Regions from separate parts of the Rattus norvegicus genome. Here region 1 is linked to region 2. A link is a contact called in public Hi-C data. All regions are on one chromosome and are shown on one strand. The core of a region is the stretch at or near the end of the contact, and the rest is flanking DNA. Distances in the headings are between cores, read along the strand shown.

Evidence for each region. A called contact is a pair of places that touch in the nucleus more often than the background predicts.
Region 1: a contact with region 2 is called in a Hi-C map of hepatocytes, with 2.3 times the contacts expected there. The contact joins two enhancer-like sites. A contact is called at or near these places in 7 of 12 Hi-C or Micro-C datasets (the A7r5 cell line, the Rat2 cell line, Schwann cells and 3 more).

The regions. Positions count from the first base shown.
Region 1 is chr3:77,041,372-77,048,384 of GRCr8, reverse strand. All of the region lies in intron 1 of Itga6 (integrin subunit alpha 6), which reads right to left. Among named protein-coding and RNA genes, the nearest start is that of Itga6, 20 kb to the right of the region's middle. Within about 2 kb of position 2,219, at least 2 of the 93 cell types and tissues checked have an H3K27ac peak or open chromatin away from gene starts, as enhancers often do. A contact at or near this core is called in hepatocytes, where this site is marked.
Region 2 is chr3:76,846,409-76,853,428 of GRCr8, reverse strand. The region is part of intron 2 of LOC102555148 (a long non-coding RNA gene); the gene reads right to left. Among named protein-coding and RNA genes, the nearest start is that of Dlx2, 69 kb to the right of the region's middle. Within about 2 kb of position 5,153, at least 1 of the 93 cell types and tissues checked has an H3K27ac peak or open chromatin away from gene starts, as enhancers often do. A contact at or near this core is called in hepatocytes, where this site is marked.

The DNA.
Region 1 (7,013 bases), core at 970-3,469, 200 kb before region 2:
CAGGGAGAAATAATGGAGCCACTAAAGCTTGCCCACACCAAGCCATGCACCCCTGCACCGGCTGTTGGACTCACAGCTCACATTGCTTTTAAGTTATTTTTAATATTATAACTGGTTTCATGCTAACATTGTCAGGTACACATCGCTTTACCTTGTCATATCTCCCCCCATAATTTCCTATTCCTATTCCTGGGTCCCTTTCCTACCTTGTCATATTTCTCCCCATAATTTCCTATCCCTATTCCTGGGTCCCTTTCCTCCCTCCAAATAGTCCCCTTTCTGCTTCCGTGTGTGTGTGTGTGTGTGTGTGTGTGTGTGTGTGTGTGTGTGTGTGTGTGTAGGTTGATGTCTATATGGAGGTGAAGGCTGCCACAAATTAGGTCAAGGCTCATGATTGGACAGTAAAAGGTAAGGTGGGGACAAAGCTTTTGTAAGGCAGGAGAGAAGGGGAAGGAGAGGGAATTAAGAAGGAGTTAGAGAAGGACGACCCAGATCCGGGTGATCTTCAATGGTCCTAGGTAGTTATGTATATTTCTTAAGGATGGATTTCTATAGGTAGATTTATCTTATCTAGGTGGGCAGTTTATATATCAATTGGCTGTGAGTTTATTGTGTGGGTGTATTGTGGATTGAGAATTTAACATATAAACCTGATCGATAAATTACAGCTTATTGAGTCATGCTTTCACTGGGTAGTTGGGCGTTTATACTTTAACTACCAGGGGGTGGTTGTTGGGAGTGTGGGCAGAGTCCTTGGCAGGGAGCCACAATAGGTCAGCCCCATGCTGGACTTTTAGAGTCCTGATAGCTTGAACCAGAGAGTTCACGGATAGAAGAAAGTCGCCGGGAGAGATACTAACCAGAGATAAATTATGGTGAGTTTCATATGGCCCTCTGGTGCTGGAACTAACTCCAGGGAGCAGCATGGCCAGGTGCCACACTGGAATGTCTTGCAGACCACCCTGATCTGGGGGCATCGTGGGGCCACTGAGATAAAGATACCCCGCAGTGCCATGTGGCCCTATGGGTGCTGTCACTAGCGTGGGATAAAAGGTTGCCATCCTTTTTTTAATAATTACTGCAATATGTGTGTGTGTATTGCACATATACATATACACACCATATACATATATACATATTTCATTTATACATATGGTCATGTTTTTTTAATCTAGATTTCTCTTTTTTTTAAGATTTATTTATTATATATAAGTACACTTGTCACTGTCTTCAGACATACCAGAGGAGGGCATCAGATCTCATTACAGATGGTTGTGAGCCCCCATGTGGTTGCTGGGAATTGAACTCATGACCTCTGGAAGAGCAGTCGGTGCTCTTAACCACTGAGCCATCTCTCCAGCCCCAGATTTCTCATTTTTAAATGGGCTACAAAGTCCATTTTGGTGACTGTCTATTTGGTGGTCTGAAATTACATTCGAGGACTCTGCACTCGCAGAAGCATATCCAATGGCACAGGGCTGCACTCCAGCAAACATTATCCCATTTGGTGTGTCCTGTTTTATCAGCCCTACGAGACAGCTTCAGAGGAACTAAATGCAAGCATACTGGCAAAACTTGGGTTTTCCTCCAGGGAAAAGCCAATGCTGTCCTCAGGTGTGATGAACACTGTTAGAGATGGCACACAGCTCTACCTAACCCCACTTGCCGCCCTTGGCATGAGTCAGGCTACCACGTGCACTCAAGGGAACACTGAGTTGCCTAGGAGTCTGTTTTCTACAGGGCTGTAACAAGTTGCCAAGGCCTAAGTGGCCTGAAGCACACCTGTCTTGCCCTTTCTGTTTCCTACGCTGCCACCCTCCTTGCTTGATGGCCCCTCCATTTGTAGCATCAGCAGTTCCAAATCTTTTTTTGCCCCCATCTGCCCCATCATGAAGATCCATCTCTGCAATCCCTGAACCCATCTGCATCATTTCCCTAACTACTAATCCGAAAGCATTTAACAGAGCATATTCACGGTCTTGAAGAGCCAGGATATGGACACTGTAGAGATCATTCTACCGTCCTGGGTGCAGCAGAGAATCCAAAATGGTCACTTTCCCAGATTCACTCTGATTTAAAAAAACAAACAAAACAAACATTCCGGGCTGGGCACTTCTAAAGGGCATGCTTCAGGTTGAGCCTTCCCTCACTCTGTACTCCAACCTCAGTGGGCTTGCCTCACACTCCAGCAGCCAACAGCTTTCTACTAGCCCCAGACCTCTGCCCTGCCTCCTCCCACAGCTTCCAGTTCTCTGCGTAATCTGTCCTGTGCCTGCCTCTGCTTTCTCATTTGCCTGTCCTTCATTTGCAATAACCAGGGACAACTTTGCCCATTGACCTCCCTCAGCACAAATCCTCCAGAAGCCAGTGTCCGGTACCCAAAGGATGCTCAATCAAGAGCGAACTAAACCAAGTAAGTTAAACAATTAGAACAAAGTCCAGGTTTAGTAATTGACAGATTGTAAAACTCTGAGAAACGTTTATGAAAATGCCTCCCTTTACCCAAGGATGGGGAATCCCACCTCAAAACCTAGTAAAGACTGGTTTTGTCTAGATTATGTAACTGGTTGTGTGACTATGTTTAAACACTGGCGGGACACACACACACTTCACTGTCTCAGCACTGGCAAAGCTGGTCTGCTACGGGCAATAGTTCATAGAAGTAGCAAGGCCTAGTCTACATTTTTTGGCTTTAACTCTGTTTAACTTTTCTGTTATCTAAAATGCTGCCTTTTGCTTACAGAAAGGCCGTTTAGTGCAGTTTATGGCACAAAATCAAATAAATTAATCCATTAAAAAAAGAAAAGGGGAACAGTAGCGTATTAGGTGTTTGCTGCAGCTCGGGAGTAGTGGCAAACCTCCCCACCCCCAAAAACAAAACATGACCTGGTGGCCAGTGGGGAACCCTGGTGGCCAGTGGGGAACCCCGCTGAAGGTGGCATTAAGAGCAAGCACTGCCAGGGCGTGGCTTCACTGCGGCTGTTTCAACTGGTAACAGAAACAAACCGATTCATTCTGTGTCCCCTTCTCTAACGCAAAGCCTCGATAGCTGTCATGAGAATATCACGCCCACTTTGATCATTCCTACTGTGCCCCATTTGAGAAGAGGTGAGACCTACAGATCCGTCCTTCACTTACAAGTGAGTTCAATTTGACCTCATAACCCAATTCAATTAACTCACTTCCCCTCTGAGTACAGTCTGCGCTTGACACAGTATCTGGCCCCTTCTCATTGGTTGCTTTGCTATGACAGAGATCCGAGCTACCCGAGGGTCATACCTGGACTTTAGCAGAATGGTTTGAACTAGTCCGTTTGTCCTCACCTTTGCCCTAACCCCAGCTCAACACCCACGGAGAAGCCTTGTTCTTCCTATGCCTAGTTATGTAATATTACTGATCTGTCCTCTAAAGGCTTCCACGGGGGCTTCAAGGAGTCTGTAAGCAAGCAGCCCTTCTGCCCTTGCAGCTCCAAGGACCTGAGGTGAGCACTGCTTCTTTGTGGACCACCTCATTTATTCTCAGTTCTCAGCTTTGTGAGAAATGCCTTTGGATACCTCAGGACAAATCCAGTACCCCTCCTCAGAGGATCCCTCCTGCATGGCTCTGGCCAGTCTCTCCCTGCCCCTCCCCCACATCTTCCTGTTGAATAAATAAATCATGCCACCCTTCCCGGTACTGAGATGACATCATCCATCTTTCTTGTACTAGAATGCCATCAGCTACCCGATGCAGGAACTCTCGTCCCTGAATATAGCACCCAGGGTGGCCCTGAGCATCTCCTTGGCATCCAAGATCAATGTAGGCACATGCATCTCCCGCATCTCTGTGACTTTTCTAGGTATGGCTGGCAGAAAGCCCAAATAATGCACCAACTGTCCACATCTGTACAGCATTCGAGCATCACATACATTCTTATCGGAGCATCTCTAAGCAGCTGGAGGACAGACATCTCCATCTGACAGATAAAGGACCCAAGACTCAGACATTCCTGACATGGGTAGGTCTTCAAGCCCAAGGCTCTTCCTGCTGAGCCATTCGCTTCCAGCTACAACTGGGAGCCATCCCTCTGTGTTGGAACCACACCCTGCCATCCACCCTAGGCACCCTGCTCTCTTCAATTCCTAGGCACACCCAAGCAGTGAACCTCTGCTTGATTCCGGATATCCAGCACCCCAATACACACACAGGAACTGCTTCTTCTAACCACTCCCAGGCTGCAGGCCTTACCTGTGAGTCTACCTTTCACACCCCATCTTCTCAATGTGAGCTCTAGCATCTCCCCACCCCAACTTAACTCACTATCACCTCCTTGAGGGCAGGAATCTGGGCCCAGTTTTTTAATAACCTCTAGGGCCCAAAACAGCAATTAAAACCAGAAAAGGAGAAGGAAAAAAAAAAAAAAAAGCTGTCTTTAACATGTTAACTGGCTGATCCAGTTGAACAAGTATGAGCTCTTGTGGAACAGCAAATCTGTTCACCTCTACCAGGTTTTCACGTTTCCGCAGAAGCTGATAAGTCACGACCTCCATTCCAGACACCACCCACCAAGAACAAGCAGACCACCACCAAACAAGGGCAATAAGCTATTCCGGGCGCTAACGACACGAGCTATCCTGTCCATGCTCCTGGAAGGCAATCAGCACTCTGCTCTGACCCAGTGGACACCACCAGTACCTCCCACTTCCCTGAGGTGGACCTGAGGTTAAAGAGGACAAGAACCTACCCAGTCACATGGCTGGATAAACAACACTGTGCCCAGCACTCCCCAGCAGTCACATCATGTGCCGAACCACTAAATCCCTAGTCTACTTTTTGCTTGGTTTGACAGCATCACTCCAAAAATCCCCGATTAATATTTATTTACCAGAGGCGATTATAATTAAGGCCTACTAAGTGCCTAATTCTCACCAGGAGCTCCAAGAAATTGCCTGTTGCCTTTAACTAGATCACAAGACCAGTAATTTGGTAGTGGCCTTTTCACAAATTAAGAGCCTTTCCCCCTTCTCTCTGGAAAAGCATGCTGGAACTAGCCCCAGGTGCCGGTGACCACGGAACACGTGTACCGACTAAGCCGGCGGGTTCTAGTTCTTACCTGACCTGCGGTTTCCTACAGGCATGTCTCTGACTAACAGAAATGGAGCTCAGAGGAAAGGGTCACTCGAGGCCAAACATGTTTCTATGAACTATAATACCCAACTCGGCAGTCAGAAACCTCTACCTCACACCGGGGTGGGCTTTCACACCACGATCACAATTAATGAGTCACATGCCACTGACTCACAATTAAGGGAATGTCTGTGCAAGTGGTCAGACTAAAATGGAAACGTGGCTGGGGGACAGAGTTCTGGCTCTACCTCTGTTTTTGATGTGACCTTGGGCCACCAACACTTGCTTCTTATCTCCTGACAATCAGGACTTTTGTCACCTCTCAGGGATACCAACATATAAGAAAGTCAGAATAAACACTGGCCATATTTAAAGATTTGTTTATTTATTATATATGAGTACACTGTAGCTGTCTTCAGACACACCAGAAGAGGGCATCGGATCCCATTACAGATGGTTGTGAGCCACCATGTGGTTGCTGGGAATTGAACTCAGGACCTCTGGAAGAGCAGTCAGTGCTCTTAACCGCTGAGCCATCTCTCCAGCCCATATTTAAAGGGGGCAAGAATTCCACTTCCACTCAACACAAACGTCAAAGTGTAAATCTAAAACTAGTCCCCTTAAAAACGATTCATTTGTTTATTAGCTTATTTATCAGTTTATTAAAAATGATAAACTGATCACTGGAAAGTGTGTTCCTAGATGACAAAGTCAACTCAGAACAGCAAGACACCTTCCAAGGGCGGAGATCAAAACTCTGACTTCAGAAAAGGGAAGATAGGATTGTAAGGACTGTCTCCAGGCAACAGGGATTTCAGATTCACAGAGTGGCTGCCAGAGCCGTCAACTGTGGAATTGAATCATGTCCTAGACTTGTGAGAGATCAGATGCCTGACTTTACAGTCCTCGGATCGCACTGGTCTTTTACATGAGCCCAGTCTCTGAATTTTCCTTTCAAGGAACCAACCTGGAAAGCTGTACCAGTGGCCTTCACTCTGACACATGGCGGCAGCCTAGCAAACTTCAACTAAGGGAATATGTCATTTATAACTACTTATCATTTGTAGTATTTTTATGTCCAAGTATGTAATGACCAGGACATTTCTTCACAGGAGCAAGACGATCAGTGTTAATCAAGTTTTCCTAGTAGATGTTGACAACAGATCATATTTCACTTGCAAAGGAGAAAATAACTAAGTTTCATCATTTTTCAGTAAAACGTTTTTAATAAAAACCAGGAAGAGATAAAATTATATCTAACACGCCCACAGCCGGCTGAGTGCCATACCCACTTTACTACCTTTTAGAAGCTTAGGAAATCCATATTTTTCAGTGTTTTAAAAAGGAAATTAATGGGGCCACATAGCTTATTTTCTAACTGTGATAACAGAAGCAATTCAGTTAGCAGCGCTGCTAGGGGCCGCCGGCCCATGCCAAGTACAGACTCCCTCTTTTTCCATGGTAGAAGGCTTCTAGCTGGACATAGCCTGCCCAGAGGACAAATCCTCTAAGCCCCCTTTCCCACTGGGCAGGCCACACTGGGTCCTGCTATGAGGCGTCCATGACTGCTTCTGAGAGCCTTCCTTAAGAGGTAGCATGGTGGGCACACACCTCTAGCTTTGTTCTCTGTTTCTGTCACCCCCTGCTGGGAACATACACACTGCCATCTTGGATAGTATGTGTGAGCCTCCGGTGATGGGATGACTAGATAGTGAGTCCCAATACCAGAGACCAGATACTCAAGCTTTGGTAGACCGGGAAGGCACCCAGCAAAATAGAAAACTCAAGAGGGTTTGGGGGATTTTTCTTTTTTGCTATGCTGAGTATCAGGCCTTGCACACAGCAGGCAAACGCTCTGCCACTAGGCTACACCCCCAGCTGGGTCTCTTTCTCTTAAACCTAGGTCT
Region 2 (7,020 bases), core at 3,904-6,403:
AGGCAGAGGAGTGAGCCAAAGGGGGATGGGGGTGCCGACACGAATTTAGGGCAAGGTGGAAGAGGAGAGGCAGAAAAGGAGAGCTGCCCGTTGTCCCTGAGGATGGCTTAGTAAACCCCGGAGGTTTATTAAGAGTCTGATTGCCTCTCCGCGCTTCTCTGGAGCCTTCTACCTCTTCTGCCTCCAGCAAAACCCAAGTCCCACAGACACTCCTGTCTGAGACGCATCATACAGTATAAGAGGTTCTGTAGGAGACAGGAATAGTGGGAGCGGCAAGGAACTCAGATCCGAGCCAACCCGGACCAGTACACACAAGGGTCAGGCAGAGGGCGGGCGATGTCAAACCCCAATGTCTGCCAGGCTGGAAGAAACCCTTCTGCGTACGATGGGCCCTTTGTGTACGGTATAGAATTTGGTCATATTGAGAAGACATTGTTCCAAGGGAACACCACCTTGTCCTGTCGGGAAGAGCTGAGCTTGCAGGTGGCGCTGGTTCTTTTCTTTCGGAGCCTAAGGCCCTTCGCCTCCCACCCTTTAGCGATTCTGTGGCAACAGCTAGTACTCCCTGGAGCCCTGCAATAACCCCATCACAGAAAGACCTCACGGTGATTCTCATTCTAGCCTCTGCTTGTCCCTCCCTGTCACTGTTGCTGCTCGAATCCAGCCAGGCCGATGTGATTGTGCTAGGATGGCTGTGAGAATGGACAGGGGTGGGGGTGGGGGTGCTCCTCGAGAACCTCAACATTCAATCACACCCTCCCCAGCCTGGAGGGCTCCCAGCAATAGCACTCCCATTAGCATGATTTCCAGCTAGCTTATTAACCAAACCCCACCGCTCCTGGCTTGTATTCAGGCCCCGATACAAAGGAATGAGTAAAAGCTGTTTTCTCCACAGCGGTGTCTCGCCTCCTTGGCAGGTGGCGGAGGGTGATGTATAGAAGAGCTGCCATCTTCTCCTCCTCCTTGGAAAGAAATTCAGCGCGCAACACCCCTGTCAGCCAACCCACCAGCCAGCTGACTCGCTGGGGGCAGCGGCAAAGCTGGCTCCAGCTACCTTGAAGAGGAACGAACCGCATGTGGCTGAGGACTCTGCACTGTCTCTGCCCTCGCCTGGAGTCCCAATTCCCACCCAGGCAACCTCTGCCTTTATGCTCCCGGCTCTCAAATTCTCCTGCCTCATCCTTATGTGTAATCCATTCCTGTAAAATGTCATTGGAACTTCCTCGTACTGCCTTTTCTAAGCCCATTAGCTTCATTAAAGCTGCCCTATCTTCCACCCTTCTCTCCTTTAGTGTAATACATACATGAGCATATTCTACTGGATGCAGAGCTCTCTATGCTAGCAGAGCCTTTCTCCTAAGTGCAGAAGCCTCTGGAATAGCTTCTGCATTTCTCGTCTCTTCTGTCTGTGTTCCCACAGAAACAAAATTTGATGACATCCACAGGGTAACACTGAGCTCCTCCAGCACGCTTCATTGTCTGGCCCATCCATGCTCCTAATGTTATTAGACAGAGGTCTGGAGTTGCAACCTGACCAGGAGAACAGGGATCTGGCTGAAGCTAGGTTGGCACAGAAGCACACTGCATTTTCTGAGACATGGCGTTACCATTGAAAGGTTTTAAGAGGGAGTGTATGAAACCAGAAAGAGTACCAAGTGCCTACCCTGCCTTAGCCCGAAGCCACTGATTAGGGTGCTAAGAAACCCCAGGAGTGTTAAACGTTCCCATTTGCATCAGCATAGCACAAGATTGAAGGGATGCTCACCGGGTCATGTGGTTGGCACAGAGTAAACAGGTGATTGACATGTTGATAGACAATAAACAATAGCATTAATTCAGTGTGCGCTAATTAACATTCTCTCTACTAGTCTTGAATCTTCTTTAGCCCAACCCTGGGAGGTAGTGCTGCTTTTAACCCCATTTTAAAGACAAAGAAACGGAGTCCCAGATCGGTTGTCCCATATCCAGCAAGTGCTGGCTGCGAGCTCTAAAACCAAGTCGATCTGACTGTACAGTTTCCCTTGTCACAATTAGCCCCAGGAGCATTGGCTGACATTGGCAGCCTAGTTCTAACTGGGATCACCAAAGCCCCATAGAGCAAGCGGTTGTGAGATTTAGCCAAAAACAAAACAATACCCCAACTAAATTCAAATTTTGGATAATGAACAACTCTTGAAACACATCCCATGCAATATTTACTAATAATTATGCTAAAATATCCATTTCTTTATATGGCACATAGACTTAGCCGAAGTCTCCTATTTAACTTGAGACCTCTAATGTGGCACCACTCCCTTAAAAACCCAGCCAGCTAGTGAAGGTTAGAAACTATCACAGGAGTGATGATTGAATTCACCCAAGCCAGCTGGTCTCCTAATTAGCACCCAGAGGATCTGTGCTGGTCGTTCGGTTGTTTGGTTGTTCGGTTGTTTGGTTGTTTGGTTGTTTGGTTGGTGTTGTATCTTTTGACACAACATTTAGAAAATGTCTCCACCATCCTGTGGGGCTTTTTTTTTTTTTTTTTTTAGATTTTATTTTATTGTATATGAGTACACTGTAGCTGCCTTCAGACACACCAGAAGAGGGCATCAGATCTTATTACAGATGGTTGTGAGCCACCATGTGGTTGCTGGGATTTGAACTCAGGACCGCAGGAAGAGCAGTCGGTGCTCTTAACCACTGAGCCATCTCTCCAGCCCCCGGGGCTTTTTTTTTAATTGATGTGGGAGGGCCCAGCCTACTGTGAGTAGTGTCACCCCTGGACGGGTGGTCCTAAATTGTATAAAAAAGCAAGTTAAGAAAGCCAGAAGGAACAAGCCAGTAAGTAGTGCTCCTTGGTGGCTTCCGCTTCAGTTCCTGCCTCTAGGTTCCTGCCCTGCCTGACTTCCCTCAATGGACTGATCCCAGATATGCAAACTGAATAAACCTCTCTCAGCCCCAAGCTGTTTCTGGTCATAATCTTTAACATCACAGCAATAGAAATTGAATAAGACAGGACCGTCTCACTGGGAACTGAATGTACCCCCGGGGTAGGCTGGAGCTGGACAGTCATGACCCGGATGTGAGCTAAAAACAACTGGTGTATCAGTTATACTGCTCTCGGGTGGCAGCTCTTCAAGTCTCAGCTGCAATTCAGTGTCACATCCTCCTCTGCCAGAGGCAGGAAACCCCTTCCTGCTCCCATCCTGACATCTATTTTAAACAAAGAAACTAAGGATCTCCCTCATCTGGGCAACCAGAAGGGGGAAATGGCAGTTACATAGCCACACACACACACACACACACACACACACACACACAAACCTGGATGCCAGAACAAGTTCACACTGGTAAACACCAGCCCTGGCCAATGCATTCATTTTTCAAGTGTGAGCATGTTTTGAAGTCTAGATGCCATTTCAAAATGAGAATGTGAGAGAGCAGCAAATGGGCTTTTCTGATGCTAAATTCTTTTCCTCCCTTCCTGCTCTACAAAGAAGCAAATGTCACCATTTCCATCTCACCTTCTGTGAGAGTTGGTATCATGTTTTGACCAGTCAGAAAGTTCCTTAGGCATTTCTGAAGCCAAACTCCATGACCTCTCCTACCTGGTTCCCATCTCTAAGCTATCAGTGTAACACACACACACACACACACACACACACACACATACACACACACACTCACACATATAAGCATGCTCACATACATGCACACACTCAAACACACACAGAGAGCAAAACCTGCTTTTTGAACATCTTAACAACCCATCAGTCTAACCCCAGCTTCCTCCAGACAAGCCACAAGCCCCAGGCTACCCCACACATGGACGATCGCCACCCCCTCTACGCGCCTCCTCCTGTAATCGCCTGGTTTAGCCAGTCTGAGCTCTAGGGATCAGAGAAGGGGTTTAGAGACTTGGATAACCCCGAGGACAGTTACTGTAGCTCTTCTCTACTCTGGGACAAGCGAGTCTCACAGAGAAAGCCTTCCTTCCCTCACAAAAAGGAGCCAAGTACAGAATGCCTGGGATGGTGTTTCAAGTGTATCTAATAAAATGTAATTTATGTTTTCATATCTGGATCCTGTGAGCAATGGGTATAAATGCCTATTGTTTGTCCATTACAGAAGAAAAGCTCCATTCGTGGAAGTGGCAGGAGTCAGGTCTTTCACATTTCATGGTTGCAGTACTAGCTAATGATTGAGAGCCTCCTGACACCAGGCACTGTGCTAACCGCTCACACACCCTGTTTTGCTCGCTGCTCAGACATCCCACCATGTCCGGTCCGGAAGCAGAGGAATGCCCAGCTGAAGAGCAGGGGCTGCTAGGATCTTGACTCCAAGATCAAACCTGAGATGTCTCGACATTTGTCCACGCGCCGGCATGGCCATGCTCCTGGTTTCTCCTCACTTTAGATACTGCTGGCCTCTGTTCTCCCACAGAAAACTGAGACCATGTTGAGAATCAGGAAAAGAATTATAAAGTCAAAGCAATTGTTACCTTGACGTTTCCAACAATCTATAGAAGGTATGCGCGTGGTGAAAGGCCAACACTAATAACATTTCATCTTGATAGGGCTCTTTTTCATCAAGTCTTTTGCCAATGAAGGAAACATTCCATTTAAGCATGGGGGAAAACATGTTACACACACACACACACACACACACACACACACACACCTGGCAGACACTGATAGAACCAGTCTGAGACACCACTAAATGAGTGTGTTGGACAAACTAAATGCTAAGCCAATGCCATTCTGCTGCTGGGGAACTGTAAAGAACACCTATCCTCCCCTTATATACTCCACAGTATATGTTGACTTGAATGTGTTTCTCAAGACTTTGTGTTGAAATGTCATCACCTCTGTGCAGGGTAGACTTAACAGGTAGAATCATGATCCAGCAGAGGTGGCAGGAGTTAGTGGAGAGTAGGGGTCTTTGGAAGGTATTTAGGACTAATAGGATCACTGAAAATGAGCGTCAATGAACTAAGCCTGCAGCTCTCTCTCTCTCTCTCTCTCTCTCTCTCTCTCACACACACACACACACACACACACACACACACACACACACACACACACACACACACACAAAGAGTCAGGTCCACTGACTTAGTAGGGATTTGCCAGCAATGTGTCCATCATTAGTTGCCACCCCCCTTGACTATGGACCTTAGAACCTTGAGCCAAAATAAACTTCTTTCTCAAATGTATCCAGTGAGGTGTGTTACTGACAACAGAAAATGGGCTGATTCAGCAAGTGAAATTTAATAGATTTTTTTCAGTTACTAGAAGGTTTAATTGAGTAATTCTTCAACGAAGCATGCCCCCAGGCATGGCATTAGACCCATGATGAGGCAGTGCCAGCCAGATCATTAACAATACAATCCATTGGAAAATTCTACATTCTGTGTCTTTCATTCTCTTTCTTTCTCTATTTTATTCTCCCTTTCTTCTTTTTTTATTTCCTTTTTTCTTCTTTTCATCTGTATGCATGCATAATGTATATCCAAGTGTGCTTGCCTTTTGTGTGTGTGTTTCTGTGGTGTGTATGTGTGTGTGTGTGTGTGTGTGTGTGTGTTCATGGGGGGGGACACATGGGTGCACATGCATGTTTGTGAATCTGGGGCTGGAGGTTGATGTCAGGAATCTCCTTTGATCATTTTCCACCTCTCTCTTTCTGAGGTAGGCCCTCTAGATCAAACCCAGAGCTCACCAATACAGCCAGTCTACCTAGCTAGCCTGTTCTGAGGTTCTAAGGAGCCACCCTCCAGTGCTCCTGCTTGCTTGCATGGCAAGCATTTTAACCTCTGAGCCATCTCCCCAGCCCTTCAGACAGTACTTTCAAATGAGAAAGAGCTGGGAATCAGTTTTCTTGTTGCTGTGTGAACCTGTTGGTTCACTTAAGTCTAGGCACACAGCCAGGTCTTCCCCCCCAATTCCCTAATCTTTGGTAGAGTTTACTGCCCTGCATCTGGAATCAAGGTCTCCCACCCTCTCTATCAGCTGGCACTGCCTTAGCTCCTAGAGACCAATCACACCCCTTGCATCATAGTCCCCACCTCAAAGCCACAAATGACTTGGCAATTTTTTTCTTTTGTTTCAAATCTCCTTGGAAGATTCTGCTTTTAAAGGGCTCACCTGATTAGGTCAAGGCATCAAGACAGTTCTCCCTTTACTGATATCTGTACAAATGCATGGAGAAATATATAATTCATCAAGTTTAAGAAAGGTTTTGTAATGTTATAATGTTGTTACACTGAAAATATTCTAATAAATCAATAGAATTTGATACATTGTGTGTGTGCATTTTGAATAAAATTTGCTATATCAGTCAAACTACGTAATAAAAAAAGAGATGATGCATAATTTAAAACAAGGGCCAAGACTTAGCAAATGGACCAGATCAAACATCAATGATAAGGAGAAATAGGTTATTTTGATGGATTCTATTTTATAAAGTTATATTAAGCAAAATCCAAGCCAACTTTGAACGAAACCCTTCCTAAGAGACAATGAAAGCCTGGTTGGCAATCCTCCAACACACCCTAGAGAAAGACATTATGACCAAGAATATTGAGGAAATGTTCAGCAATACCCATAGATCTCCTATAGATCAGAAAATTGAGCATTTTCAAGGTCACAAGGACAGTCAGAGCAAAATCAAGACATAAATCCCCATACTGTTTATTGGACTTAAAATTATCCTTGTTTTTCCAAGCAAAGGATCAATAGATACAAAGCAGAAAAGCCAATCAATCCTTTTTATTTACGCATTGGCCCTGGAACAAATATTAGTGAGTATTGTTCCGTCCTCACCTCTCCAAGCTGGGAAGGTCATTACAGAGAGAATGACCGTATTTGGGCTCAGAAAAAGTGAGGGAGGAGGGGCACGAGATGGCAGTGTCATCATGGCAGGAACAGGGTGACCACCATCGGACTTGCACAAGACTGAGGGATCTCCTGGAACAGGAAGCTTCGAGCACAGGAGGAGTGAATTGTGACTAACTTCTTTGAGCCTCAGTTTTCTCACCCTTTA